Linked DNA regions of Sus scrofa: regions 1 and 3 are each linked to region 2. Evidence: chromatin contacts called from public HiChIP or PLAC-seq and promoter capture Hi-C data. All regions are on one chromosome and are shown on one strand. The core of a region is the stretch at or near the end of the contact, and the rest is flanking DNA. Distances in the headings are between cores, read along the strand shown.

Region 1 (3,922 bases), core at 3-2,502, 710 kb before region 2:
TGTAAAACAGAATAACAATACCAATAACAAGACATTAATACTAATGATATATCCATATTACCAAGCTGATTGGCTGATCAGATGAGAATATCTTTCTAAATTCTAAAGTGATTCTCACTTTCCTTAACAGAGCAGAACCAAAATGAATATCATGCTGCAGAATTATTACAGTTTTTTTCCCCTCATGAGTAATTAATTTTGTTTCAAAATTTATCATACAGTAAAACTGACTCTTTTTGGTGTACAAAGTTCTATGAATTTTAACATGCGTACAGATTTATGAAACTACAACCACCACCATCATTGGGATACAGAACATGACTACAGCTTTTGAGATTCTTTTTTTGAAGTGTTTCACATTCATGATACAAAACACACTTAAAAATACGAACAGGAGATTTAGATAAACGTGCTGAAGATGCAGATGAACAAAACAGGTCTTGTCTGGGCCATTTTTGCTGTTGGCTCTACAGACTTTCTCTTCCACCAAAGTCATCAATAATCCACTGAAAAGTTGGGATCTTTCTTCACACTAAAGGCCCAAGTCATAGGCACAAACTTGGGCATTTCCTTATTCTATTCTTTTTATATTACCAGATCTTAGTTTTCCCAACTGTTTTCTCCAATTGGATTGGGACAAAGGAGATACTGAGTCCTGGAGAAAACGGCAGAGCTTTCAGGACCGCAAACCTCTCCAAGGTATCCTCCTTGTACTCCAGGAGTCCGTGTCTCCTACCCCAACTGCTCCCTGCCTAACCGGTGCCCCCTGGGGCGTCAGACTTCAGTACCAAACTTCGGTTCTTTTCTGGCGGCCTTCCTCCCACCCCCACCCCGGGAGCTCTCCCAGCCTAAAGGACTTGCACTGACACCGCTGCCACATCTGGTGAGGGGGGCGGGTCCGCTTTCCGGGTGACTCACATCCTCGCTATTTGCCTTTTGTTTCTAGGATGCCTTGGCTGCTGTTTTCGTCCCTCTGCTTTTAATTTGGGGAGAAGAAAAGTAATGAATCAAGAATGAATCTCTTCTCCACCAATCCCTTTTTTCCCCTTTCTTTTCCTTCTCCCTCAAGTTGGCTCTCTCCCTTCCCAAGTCCCGAAACCAGGCAAGAAGCGCGGGGGCGGGACAGGTGGGGACGCACTAATTGCACCTAAACCTGAAGTTGGCAGTCCAAGGCATCACTTGGCTGGGAAGACTTTCTGAAACTCCCTTGCGGACTGCTGGGGTTTTTTGCTGCTGCCGCTGTGCATTTTCAGCTCGTTTCTCTATGCTGCGGCTTCGCGCTGCTTGGTCACGCCAAAATCTATCTGGTTCTGCCGTAAGTGCCAGAATCTGGGCGAATTCCACGAGATTCACCAGCGGTTTTGTTCCTGTTCAAGGTAAATACAGTATGCAAAATGAGGAACCACCAAACGATGCCTAGGAAGGGGGAGAAAAAGGGATTCCCTCACCTTTTCGGGTACATTCCTCGTCAATTTCCACCGGGAGGAGGCGTGTAGCCCAGATCTCCCCTCAGCCCTCCGGTCTCCTTTCTAAATCCCCCCCCTCCTGAAGGCCGCCGAGGCTGGCTGCACCACCAGAGTCTTTCCTCCCTCAGGCTTGCCCTCCCCCGCCCCCCGGGTTGGTTTTTCCCAGCCGCGGAGGTTGGGCCAGGGGCTGGGGTGCGAGGAGCGTCGGCTCCGGCAGCGTGGAGCGGGGAAGTCGCCGCGACTCTGGTGGGACTCGGAGTTGTCCCTGGAGGTGAGCTGTGGGGAGCAGGCGGAGAAGGCGAGAACTGGGAGGCGGCTTCCAGCCCCTCCCCATCCTCAGGCGGGAGAGCCGCGCAGGTCCTGGGTCCCACCGCGGCTTTGTTCGCGGCCTCTCCCCTCCCCTTTGGAGAGGACTTGAAGGCCCTCCGATCCGAGGGGCGGGTGGGCGTGCGGGCTCAGGGGTGGCGGCAGCCCTAAGGTACCCCACTTCTTAAGCCGAGAGGGCATCTAAAAGAGATCAAAAGACTCCTGTAAGCTGAAACTTCCCTCTCATCCTAACGTGGACCCGGAGGAGAGGTCCTGCAGAACAGGCGGGGGCGGAGACCCCGGAAGGCAGGTCTTCCGCGGAGGCGGTGGGGGAAGGAGCTGGGAGAGTGAGAAGTTTGGTCGGGAGGCGCCGGGGATTAAGCGAGAAGTTAGACGCGGGGGACGAGTCTGATCCGGGAGGGAGGGGGGCGGGAGCCGGAAGGGTATATATAGCAGGGGCCGGGACAGAGAGGAGACCGTACTCCGGGTCTCGGGTCGCGCGCCCCTCTCCCGGGTAAGGATGTGCGTGGAGCTGGAGGAGGCGAGGCCCGGACGGGCTTTTGGAGGGAGGTCTTGGGTACTGAGTTGGGGGGACGGCTTGGCTCGGAGAGGCCAGTTTCTGCAGTCAGGGAGCAGCGGCCGCCGCCGCTCCTCACGCTTCTCTCCTGCTTGTCCCAGGTCGCGCAGTGGACCCAGCGCGAAGCGCCAACCCTAGAGGCAAGGAGGTACCACCCGGGGGCGCCGGCTGGAAGAGGAGCGGGAGGAGTGAGCGCGGAGCTGGGCGTCCCGACCCGCCGTGCGTACTTTCTGGGGGGAAGGGGCGGGGGAATCGGACCCGGGAGGGGGACGCCCGGTGGCTAGGGGGTTAGTCAAGTTCCGGCGGCGGGCGGCGGCTACAGCGGCCCTCTTCCGCACCCACCGGAGGAAAGTTTTCTCTAGACGCTTCCGGCCGGCCCGCGCCCTCCCGGCCCAGCCTCCTGAGCCTTCGGAGCGGGCGGCGCCCCAGCCCAGCTCCGGGGAGACCTGAGCCGCGATGCCTGGGGGGTGCTCCCGGGGCCCGGCCGCCGGGGACGGGCGGCTGCGGCTGGCGCGCCTGGCGCTGGTCCTCCTGGGCTGGGTCTCTTCGTCCTCCCTCACCTCTTCGGCGTCCTCTACCTCCTCGGCGTCGTTCCCGGCCTCCGCGGCGTCCGCCCTGCCCCCGCTGCCGGGCCGCTGCCCCCAGCCGTGCGAGTGCTCCGAGGCGGCGCGCACCGTCAAGTGCGTGGGCCGCAACCTGACCGAGGTGCCCGCGGATCTGCCCCCCTACGTGCGTACCCTTTTCCTCACCGGCAATCAGCTGGCCGTGCTCCCCACTGGCGCCTTCGCCCGCCGGCCGCCGCTGGCCGAGCTGTCTGCACTCAACCTCAGTGGCAGCCGCCTGACGGAGGTGCAAGCCGGCGCCTTCGAGCACCTGCCCAGCCTACGCCTGCTCGACCTCAGCCACAACCCACTGGCCAACCTCAGCGCCTTCGCCTTCTCGGGCAGCAACGCCAGCGTCGCGGCCCCCAGCCCCTTGGTGGACCTGATCCTGAACCACATTGTGACCTCGGCGGCCCAGCGGCAGAACCGGAGCTTTGAGGGGATGGTGGCAGCCGCCCTGCGAGCGGGCCACGCGCTGCGCGGCCTCCGCCGCCTGGAGCTGGCCAGCAACCACCTCCTCTACCTGCCCCTGGACGTCCTGGCCCAGCTACCAGACCTCCGGCACCTGGACCTGCGCAACAACTCTCTGGTGAGCCTGACTTATGTGTTCTTCCGCAACCTGACACACCTCGAAAGCTTCCACCTGGAGGACAACGCCCTCAAAGTCCTGCACAACGGCACTCTGGCAGAGCTGCAAAGCCTGCCACACGTTAGGGTCTTTCTGGACGACAATCCCTGGGTCTGTGACTGCCACCTGGCAGACATGGTGGCCTGGCTCAAGGAGACAGAGGTAGTGCAGGATAAAGCCAGGCTCACCTGTGCATTCCCGGAGAAAATGAGGCACCGGGTCCTCTTGGAACTTAACAGCTCCGATTTGGACTGTGACCCTGACCTCCCTCCATCCCTGCAGACTTCTTATGTCTTCCTAGGTATTGTTTTAGCCCTGATAGGTGCCATTTTCCTACTGGTTT
Region 2 (3,950 bases), core at 58-2,557:
GAATAAACAGCATCCTTATTTCACAATTGAAAACATTCAAATTAAGGATTCTAATTTGGTGAAGAAGCTAGGATTTGAATCTAGTTCTGCCAATCAACCTCAGAGTGGTGCCTTGTCATAAAACTTTCAAGATTCTAACATCCGATTTACTCTATTTGAAACAGTGGTTACAAGGGAATAATGGAGGTACCATATACTACCAAACAAAAAAAAGAGAACATTTCCCTAATAGTTTCTTGTTTGTGTAAATAATGAAGAGCAAGGTAAGGGCTTACAGACTTCTCATTGGAACTCGGAATACGAAAAACAGAATGAGCTCCAATAAGAAGCCTGAAACCTGTGTTCACTGAACACGCTTTTACTGAACGAGTGTGTCGGTTTCTCTGCACACAGAACAATTTGGGGAGGAGAAAAAAAAACCCGGAGTTTTATTTACAAAAAGGGAAGCTTTCACATTGGAACAGATCGTATAACGAGGATTCCAAAGGGGCAAACCAAGCACGTTTGGCACTGTCTTTGTTGGAAACGCAGGGCATAGTCAACGACTTGAACATTAGGGATCCTCAAACTTAAGTGTGCCTCTGGATCCCAGGAAACGTGTTGAAATCTAAGTTCGGATTCAGCAGGTCTGGTGTGGGACCGAGACAAGGCATTGCTAAAAAGCTCCCAGGTGATTCAAGATTGCCAGTGGAGGTGGCGGAGGTGGGGGGTAGGGGAATGAGGGCGCAGGGATGAGGTACTCGGCTTTGAGTATCCCAGAAGCTCAAAGCATCTGGAGAAACAAACTCAAAATTCCATCCTTCCGAGGGAGGCGGAGCCTGCCCGGCAGCAGAAAGGCGTGCCCCGCTGCGTTGGGGAGCCCACACGCCACAGCCCGCCTTACCCCAGGATCAGCAGCGCGCTCTGCAGCTGTCTCCGCACCTCCAGGAACACACGCACTTGCGCCCCAGCCGCCGCCATTGCGGGCGACCAGGGCCCGGGGTTCGCAGCGGCAACACGTGCAGCCCGAGCTGGAGCTGCGGCGGCAGCGGAGGTGCCGGCGTCGTGGATCCGGAGCTCGGCTGCTCGACTACTCGCCAGCCCACAGCGCCACCAGACGGGCGGAGAGTGCGCCGCCTCGAGACTGGTTCTGGCGGTCACCGGCAGTTTCTGATCCGAGCTTGGGGGCTGATCTCTGAGAAACGTGGGCAGAAGAGCAGAACTACCCTCCCACTCTGTTTCTTAAGGGCGCCACCCGGTGCGTCAGGCTCCCTGGATATGACCTTCAGAGTAAGATCCCAAGTACTCTCCCTTGGCTAGTGCGGGTAGGGATGAGGCTGGACGAGAGGGAGATGATAGGCGGGCACTGTCATCAGGACTAAGACCCATCCCACACACACTTTATCTTGGCTTTGTTGTTATTTTTAATGGACTACAGCCTTTTTCTTTAATGAACGCTGGTCGGTCGTATTTTAGTTCTCTTCTGAGGCAACAGATGTCCAGAATTGACTTGGCATTGCTTCTAAATTTAGGCTGGATCGCTCCAAAATGGAAACGGTTGCAAAAATGTGAGATGTTTCCTGTTATCTCTGCTGTTATATCCAGTATCATGAAGCACAGGATTATGCATGTCTATAACCTTTGAAAAGAGGAAGATGAGAATGATTCCACATGTACATTTTCACTATTCACTTTTGCAAAGGTAAAAATTGACTCAGGGGAGTTGTAATTTATTTCATTGCTATTAGAAAATGATTTTGGAAAGTTTCACCCACTGAAGAAAAGGATCTAGTATAAAGTAAATAGTTATCATGGGAAAATATTAAAATATAAGGCTACAGTAGAATTATAATACGAATATATTTTTTAGAGCAAGAGGCTTTAAAAGAAAAACAATGTTCACTTGTATGCGGAAAAATCATGTTTATTGATGTTCTACTTTATCATTTTAAGGTTGTAATTACCACACACTAAACATATTAATTTCAAGATTTTCTAGGAGTTCCTGTCCTGGCTCAGTGGTTAACAAACCCAACTAGAATTCATGAGGATGCTGGTTCAATTCCTGGCCTTGCTCAGTGGGTTAAGGATCTAGTGTTGCCCTGAGCTGTGGTGTAGGTGGTAGACACCACATAGATCCCCTGTTGCTGCAGCTCTGATTTGACCCCTAGCCTGGGAACCTCCATATGCTGCCCAGTGCAGCCCTAAAACAACAAACAAAAAAAGATTTCCAAATGAAAATAAAGCCATGTCCCTCGAGGGGTACTAGATTAAGACAATTTTTCTAAAATATTTATATGGAGTTTTTAAAGCTCATTTTGTTTCACAAAATCCTACATCCATCAGAATTCAAATTCATGGATGGAGGTAACAACCCAATTAAAAGAATTAAATTTACTGGTATTTCATCACAACAATGGTGATGAAGGGTAGTGTTTTTTTGTTTTGTTTCTTTGTTTTTTGGGGGCTACACCCACAGCATATGGAAGTTACCAAGCCAGGGATTGAATGCAAGTCACAGCTGCAACCTACCCCACAGCAGTGGCAACCCTGGATTCTTTAACCCACTGTATTGGGCCGGGGATCAAACCTGAGCCCAGGCAGTAGGATTCTTAACCCACTGTGCCACAATAGGAACTCCAGGGCGATGGGTTTTTTTTTGTTGTTTTGTTTTGTTTTGTTTTTTGCTTGTTACGGCTGCATCTGGATCATATGGAAGCTCCCAGGCTAGGGGTCGAATCAGACCTACAGCTGCTGGCCTATGCCACAGCAACTTGGGATACAGCCGAGTCTTCGACCTATACCACAGCTCAAGGCAACGCCGGATCCTTGACCCACTGAGCATGGTCAGGGATCGAATCTGCATCACCATGGATCCTAGTCAGGTTCATTAACCGCTGAGCCACAAAGGGAACTCCCTCCAGGGTGATTTTTTTTTTTTTTTTTTTGTCTTTTTTGCCTTTTTTTCTAGGGCCACATCTGAGTCATGTGGAGGTTCCCAGGGTAGGTAGGGGTCTAATCAGAGCTGAAGCGCTGGCCTGCGCCAGAGCCACAGCAACTTGGGATCTCTGCCACGTCTGCACCTACACCACAGCCCACAGCAACGCTGGATCCTTAACCCACTGAGCAAGGCCAAGGATCAAACCTGCAACCTCATGGTTCCTTGTCAGATGTGTTACCACTGAGCCATGACGGAAACACCCCAGGGTGATGGTTTTGATGAAAGAAATTTTCCCATAGTAAGATACGGGGAAGTCATTCTGGCTTAAACATGATTTGACCTGAACTTAAGGTTAACCAATAGAGCCTATTCGTGGTCTATTAAATAAACATTGTACATCTGCCTTAACCATAAAGAAAATAATGCATTAAAAAAATAACAATGGCATAACTGTGGTTCAGGCATTCAAATGGAGCCAGGTGGCCATCGTGGATATGGCTTCAGACACATTCCTGTATCACTAAGAATCTGAATTTTCTAAACTATATCACTCAGACTCAAGGACACCCTCAGCCTTTCTCAAAACAACATCTGCTAGCAGCTGTCAGCTGCAACCTTATAGTCTCAAGGCCTCCCCTTATAAGTATACAATTTCAGAGCTGGACCAATCCTTATTTAACAAGGACCCTTCCTTTCTGCCAGCTCTAATCTTAATTCTTGACGAATAATTTACGTGACTTTGTGTCTTTTGCTGTTATAAGCCTCCAGCATTCTGTAGTCTGGTGGAACACAATTCAAATACATCTTCAGTCTGTGTCTCCCAGGCTATAGTCCTCAATTTGGCTTAAATAAAACTCTTTTCTATCCCTGTCATATATTAGTTTATTGATTATTTCCCTCCACAATGTCAACTCTGCATATCTCCCACCATTAACATCAAAGATTTTAGGTATTTAAATGCTGCCACATTATGTTGAAACATGTAACATTCTTAACACAGGATACCGTACATATTGATGTTTGTTTTTAA
Region 3 (4,068 bases), core at 648-3,147, 830 kb before region 2:
AAAAGAACAAAATAATGCCATTTGCAGCAACAGGGATGGTCCTAGAGATTATCATGCTAAGTAAGTCAGAAAGAGAAAGGCAAACACCTTATTATATTATTTATCTATGGAATCTAAAACATGACACAAATGAACCTATCTATGAAACAGAAGCAAATTTACTGACACAGAAAACAAACTAGTGGTTGCCACAGGGGAAAATAGGTGGGGGAGGAATGGAGTGGGAGTTTGGGGTTAGGAGATGCAAACTACCGCATATAGAATGGATAAACTACAAGGCTCTACTATACAGCACACAGGGAACTATATTCAACATCCTGTAATAAACCATATGGAAAAGAATATCACAACATTGTAAGTCAACTATACTTTAATAAAATTAAAATGTTAACTTCATCGATTTAAGAATTTTTTTTCCAAGAAAAAACTATTTTAAAAAAGAATGTTGTGGAGTTCCCTGGTGGTGCAGCAGATTAGGATCTGGCATTGTTGCTACTGTGGATCGGGTCTGATCTCTGGCCTGTGAACTTCCATATGTCACAGTGGAGGCAAAAGAAAGAAGAAAAAAAAAAAAATGCTGGGAAATCCCTAGTGCTTTCACAGCTGCCGCAGGGTTCAATCCCTGGGCTGGGAACTGAGATCCCATATCAAGGCCCTGCACGCTGCAGCCAAAAACCAAAAAACAAAAAAAAAAGCGTGAGAGTGTATGTGTATATAACTGAATCATTTTGCTGCGCAGCAAAAATTAACACATTGTAAATCAACTACACTTCAAAAAAACTGTTTTTCAAATTTCAATTTTCAAACACACTCTGCTTCCAGGCATGAGGGGGAAAAAAAAGTGCTACTACATCGGTCTCTGCTTCCTGAAAAATAACCTGTCTGGTCAACAGACTTTAAGTTTTTTTTAACTACGTTGGAGATCAGAAGTCACAGAAGTCCTGGGTTACTTATTTCACTGCTGAACTAAAACGTTTTAGAAATAAAGCAACATGATATCAGAAAAGGCCTCTATCGGGGAGTTCCCGCTGAGGCGCAATGAGATCAAGAGCATCCTGGGAGCCCCGAGACTCAGGTTGGATCGCTTGCCTGGCGCAGTGGGCTAAAGATCTGGCGTTGCTGCACCCCAGGCTTAGGTCGTGACTGTGGCTCGGATCTGATTCCTGGCCCAGGAATTCCATACGCTGCGGGGCGGCCAAAAAAGAAAAAGGCCTCTCTCCTGTCCACCCCACGCCCCCCAAAAAACACACGGGTCCCTTTTCACAGACAACTGTAGATTCAGGCTGAACTTCGTCGTTAGTATCCCCACAGTGACTAAAACTTCAGTGACGCCACGAAAGAGATAAGGGACAGGGGCGCCTGGAGGAATGGCTTAAAACTCAAGGCTCGAGGGAAAGTGACACGAGACAACTATCAAAACCCAGCACCTCTACGTCGATGGAGGGCGTGGCAGGCAGGACAGCAACGTAGCACGTCGCCTGCACGGACCATTCATTAGCTCCAGGAGGCGGCCTGAGGGCGGCCGCCGGGACCAGGCCACTCGACTGGCCCCGCGCCAATGCGCGGGCAGCCGGGCAGCCTGTGCGTCCCCGCCCCGCGGCCCACTCGCACCCTCAGGGAAGCTAGAATACCGTCCCGACGCCACCCTGCTACGGGGAGGCCACCGCCCCTGCCGGCTCCACGGGGTCGCACCGTGCCATGCAGTCCCTCACCAGTCGCTAGATGAAAATACGCCGGTGTTCTCCGCGGGGTGGGCACACGGCCGCGCAGGGACTCATCCTCAGTGAAGGCAGCAGAAGAAACCGAAGGGCGCCAGTGGAGGCCCGTTCCCCAGGCCCGGGTCAGTTCCGGAGGCGGCTGCAGCTACAGCCGCGACTACAGGCGCGCGGAAGGGGGGCAAGGAGGGACGGGCCGGCGCGGGCGGGACCCAGGAATAAGACCGGCGCTGATTGGTTGACTGTCGTGTATGCCTCTTGCGGATTGGCTGGAGTCTGTCCAGAATGCTTCGCGTGGCAGCCCTAAGCTCTGGCCTTTCCCTGGCCGCGTGAAGGAACTTGACCCCGCCGGCCTTGGGGCAACCAGCGCTAGCCGGGGGCGGGGCAGGCCTCAGCCGGGGACACTCGGCCGACGGGGGCGGTGGGAAAGGTGACGGCCCTTTCGGGGGTCAGCCGTCGCCCAAGAGGAAACGTCGCTCCCCCGCAGCAGGAGATTTGGAACTCAGGATAAACCTGGGTTTAGAAACAGTATGGGACACCTGGCTAGATGTCTCGGGCAGCGGAATGCCTTGGCCACGCCGCAGAAGTCAAAGGCGTTGTTGGCATGTTGCACCTATGAGAGTGCCCTCCCGTTGCCCTGACCCTGGGGTCACAGGAAAGCCAAAGGCGTTGTCTTGCAGAGACTCAGCCTCGCCCCTCACCGGCCGCTCCTACACCCGCATTATATTGGGGTCACTCCCTGGGTCAGGAGGCGTCACTGCCTCCTTAGATCACTGCTGTGGGACCAGGCCAGGGTCATACCACTCACCAGATCACTGCACTCAGTCCTCACCCCAGGCTCTTGCACTATGCTTTTTCCCCTTTAACTCTGCATCCAAGGGCCATTTTAAAAATGGAGTGAAAATAATTAGGGAGGAAAGCAAGTAGCCGATAATCGATACTAGGATAGGGAAAGGGAAACATCCTGCGGAGTAGGCCTGATTCAGTAAATATTTGTTCAGGGAGGGCTAGTGTGACTCAGAACAAACAACGCTAGGAGTCAAGACACAGCTGTGCAGTTCTGCCACGTGTAGATTATACAAGCCACTTAGTCCCTCTCATCTGTAAAACGACAGACTTGAACTAGATGTCTTCTTAAAGGCCCATTCGGCTTTACTTTTTTTGGAGCCTACCTTATGGAATCCCCAAAGCCACGCACCTCCCTAGTGAAGGGAATAGGAAAATAACTAGCTCTCCCGCCGCCCTTCCCAAAACCTTGTTCTGTCTCTTTGCCCCTTCTAGGTGCCTGACGTCCTTTTTTGACATGTAACAAAAACCAGTTTGTAATGTAAAAATCGGCTGGTTTTGAAAATAAGCTATGTATGATGACCTTTATAATCATGGAGAAGCTAAGAATGGCAAGTAAAGCCCATAATGTAAATAAATGCATTGACCTAAATTCAAATCTTTTAAATCTTTTGTTTGTCGCTGGGCAAGTTCTCTTTTTTTTTTTTTGGAGGGGGGAGGGGGCAGTGGGCTGGGGTCAAGCCCACAGCAGGTGGAAGTTCCAAGGCCAGGAAATGAACATCCTTAGAGCAGTGACAACCCTGGATTCTTAGCCTGGGAACTCCTAGTTGGCTTTTTTGAAGCCTCAGTTTCCTCAACTGTAAAATAGAAGCAATAATGCATTTTAGGGTTGTGAAAACATAACTATGTACAGATATATCCCACTTAACGGAGTGTCTAGCACACAATAACACTTCATAAGTGGTAGATCATACTTTTTATAAGTAAGAAGTATTTCCTTAGCAACAGAATTATTCCAAGCATTCATTGATTTTGTGGTAAGCACTAGGGATCCAAAAGTGAACAAAACACAAACTTGATAATCACACATGTAAAAATAGTTTGCAACCCTTACAAAAACTGCAAATAATGCTATGATAAATTTAACTTTGCAAAGAAGTGACACTTGAACTGAGACTAGAATATTGGGTAGGAGATAACCAGATGAAATAGATTGCAAGCCATATGGGATTGCTCTCCATTTCCCTGGAAAATTGTCTTCAAAGATACTGATAATTTCTAGGACAGAATATTGCAATGATTAGGCAACAGTACAGATGAAATACAATTAAATGAAAACTGCATTGCAGATGTGGTTAGTGAAAGAAGAGATCAAAATCAACCATTTAAAAAAATTTGTTGTGTTTACCCATAGAAGGAAAGATAGAAATATACCAAAAACAATGATTGTCTCTGTGTGGTTATGAGTGATTCTTGATTTCTATCATTTTGAATTGTCATTTTTACTTGTAGTAGTTGAGTTACTTGATTAATTTTTAAAAATCAAAGTTTAGGAGTTCCTGTTGTG

What was found. Promoter capture Hi-C pulls out the DNA fragments that hold promoters and counts their contacts. HiChIP or PLAC-seq counts read pairs in DNA pulled down with a chosen protein or histone mark.
Region 1: an H3K27ac HiChIP or PLAC-seq map of skeletal muscle shows a contact between it and region 2, with 16 times the contacts expected there. The contact joins the promoter of TPBG here to the promoter of UBE3D in region 2. A contact is called at or near these places in 3 of 5 promoter capture datasets (fetal liver, fetal skeletal muscle and liver), 10 of 47 Hi-C or Micro-C datasets (adipose tissue, embryonic fibroblasts, epiblast stem cells and 6 more) and 1 of 2 datasets of contacts at active chromatin or transcription factors (skeletal muscle).
Region 3: a promoter capture Hi-C map of fetal skeletal muscle shows a contact between it and region 2, with 9 times the contacts expected there. The contact joins the promoter of IBTK here to the promoter of UBE3D in region 2. A contact is called at or near these places in 4 of 5 promoter capture datasets (fetal liver, fetal skeletal muscle and liver), 6 of 47 Hi-C or Micro-C datasets (brain, embryonic fibroblasts, epiblast stem cells and 2 more) and 2 of 2 datasets of contacts at active chromatin or transcription factors (alveolar macrophages and skeletal muscle).

What each region holds. Positions count from the first base shown.
Region 1 is chr1:83,848,656-83,852,577 of Sscrofa11.1, reverse strand. TPBG (trophoblast glycoprotein) reads left to right here and starts at 1,252. Exons shown (of 2, transcript XM_021091971.1): 1 at 1,252-1,376; 2 at 2,451-3,922. The coding sequence starts at 2,806. It overlaps LOC110260701 (a long non-coding RNA gene), which reads right to left. Exons shown (of 4, transcript XR_002344017.1): 4 at 1-1,367.
Region 2 is chr1:83,137,836-83,141,785 of Sscrofa11.1, reverse strand. It overlaps UBE3D (E3 ubiquitin-protein ligase E3D), which reads right to left and starts at 1,307. Exons shown (of 10, transcript XM_021091912.1): 1 at 884-1,307. The coding sequence starts at 960.
Region 3 is chr1:83,971,390-83,975,457 of Sscrofa11.1, reverse strand. IBTK (inhibitor of Bruton tyrosine kinase) reads right to left here and starts at 1,897. Exons shown (of 29, transcript XM_001924870.6): 1 at 1,713-1,897.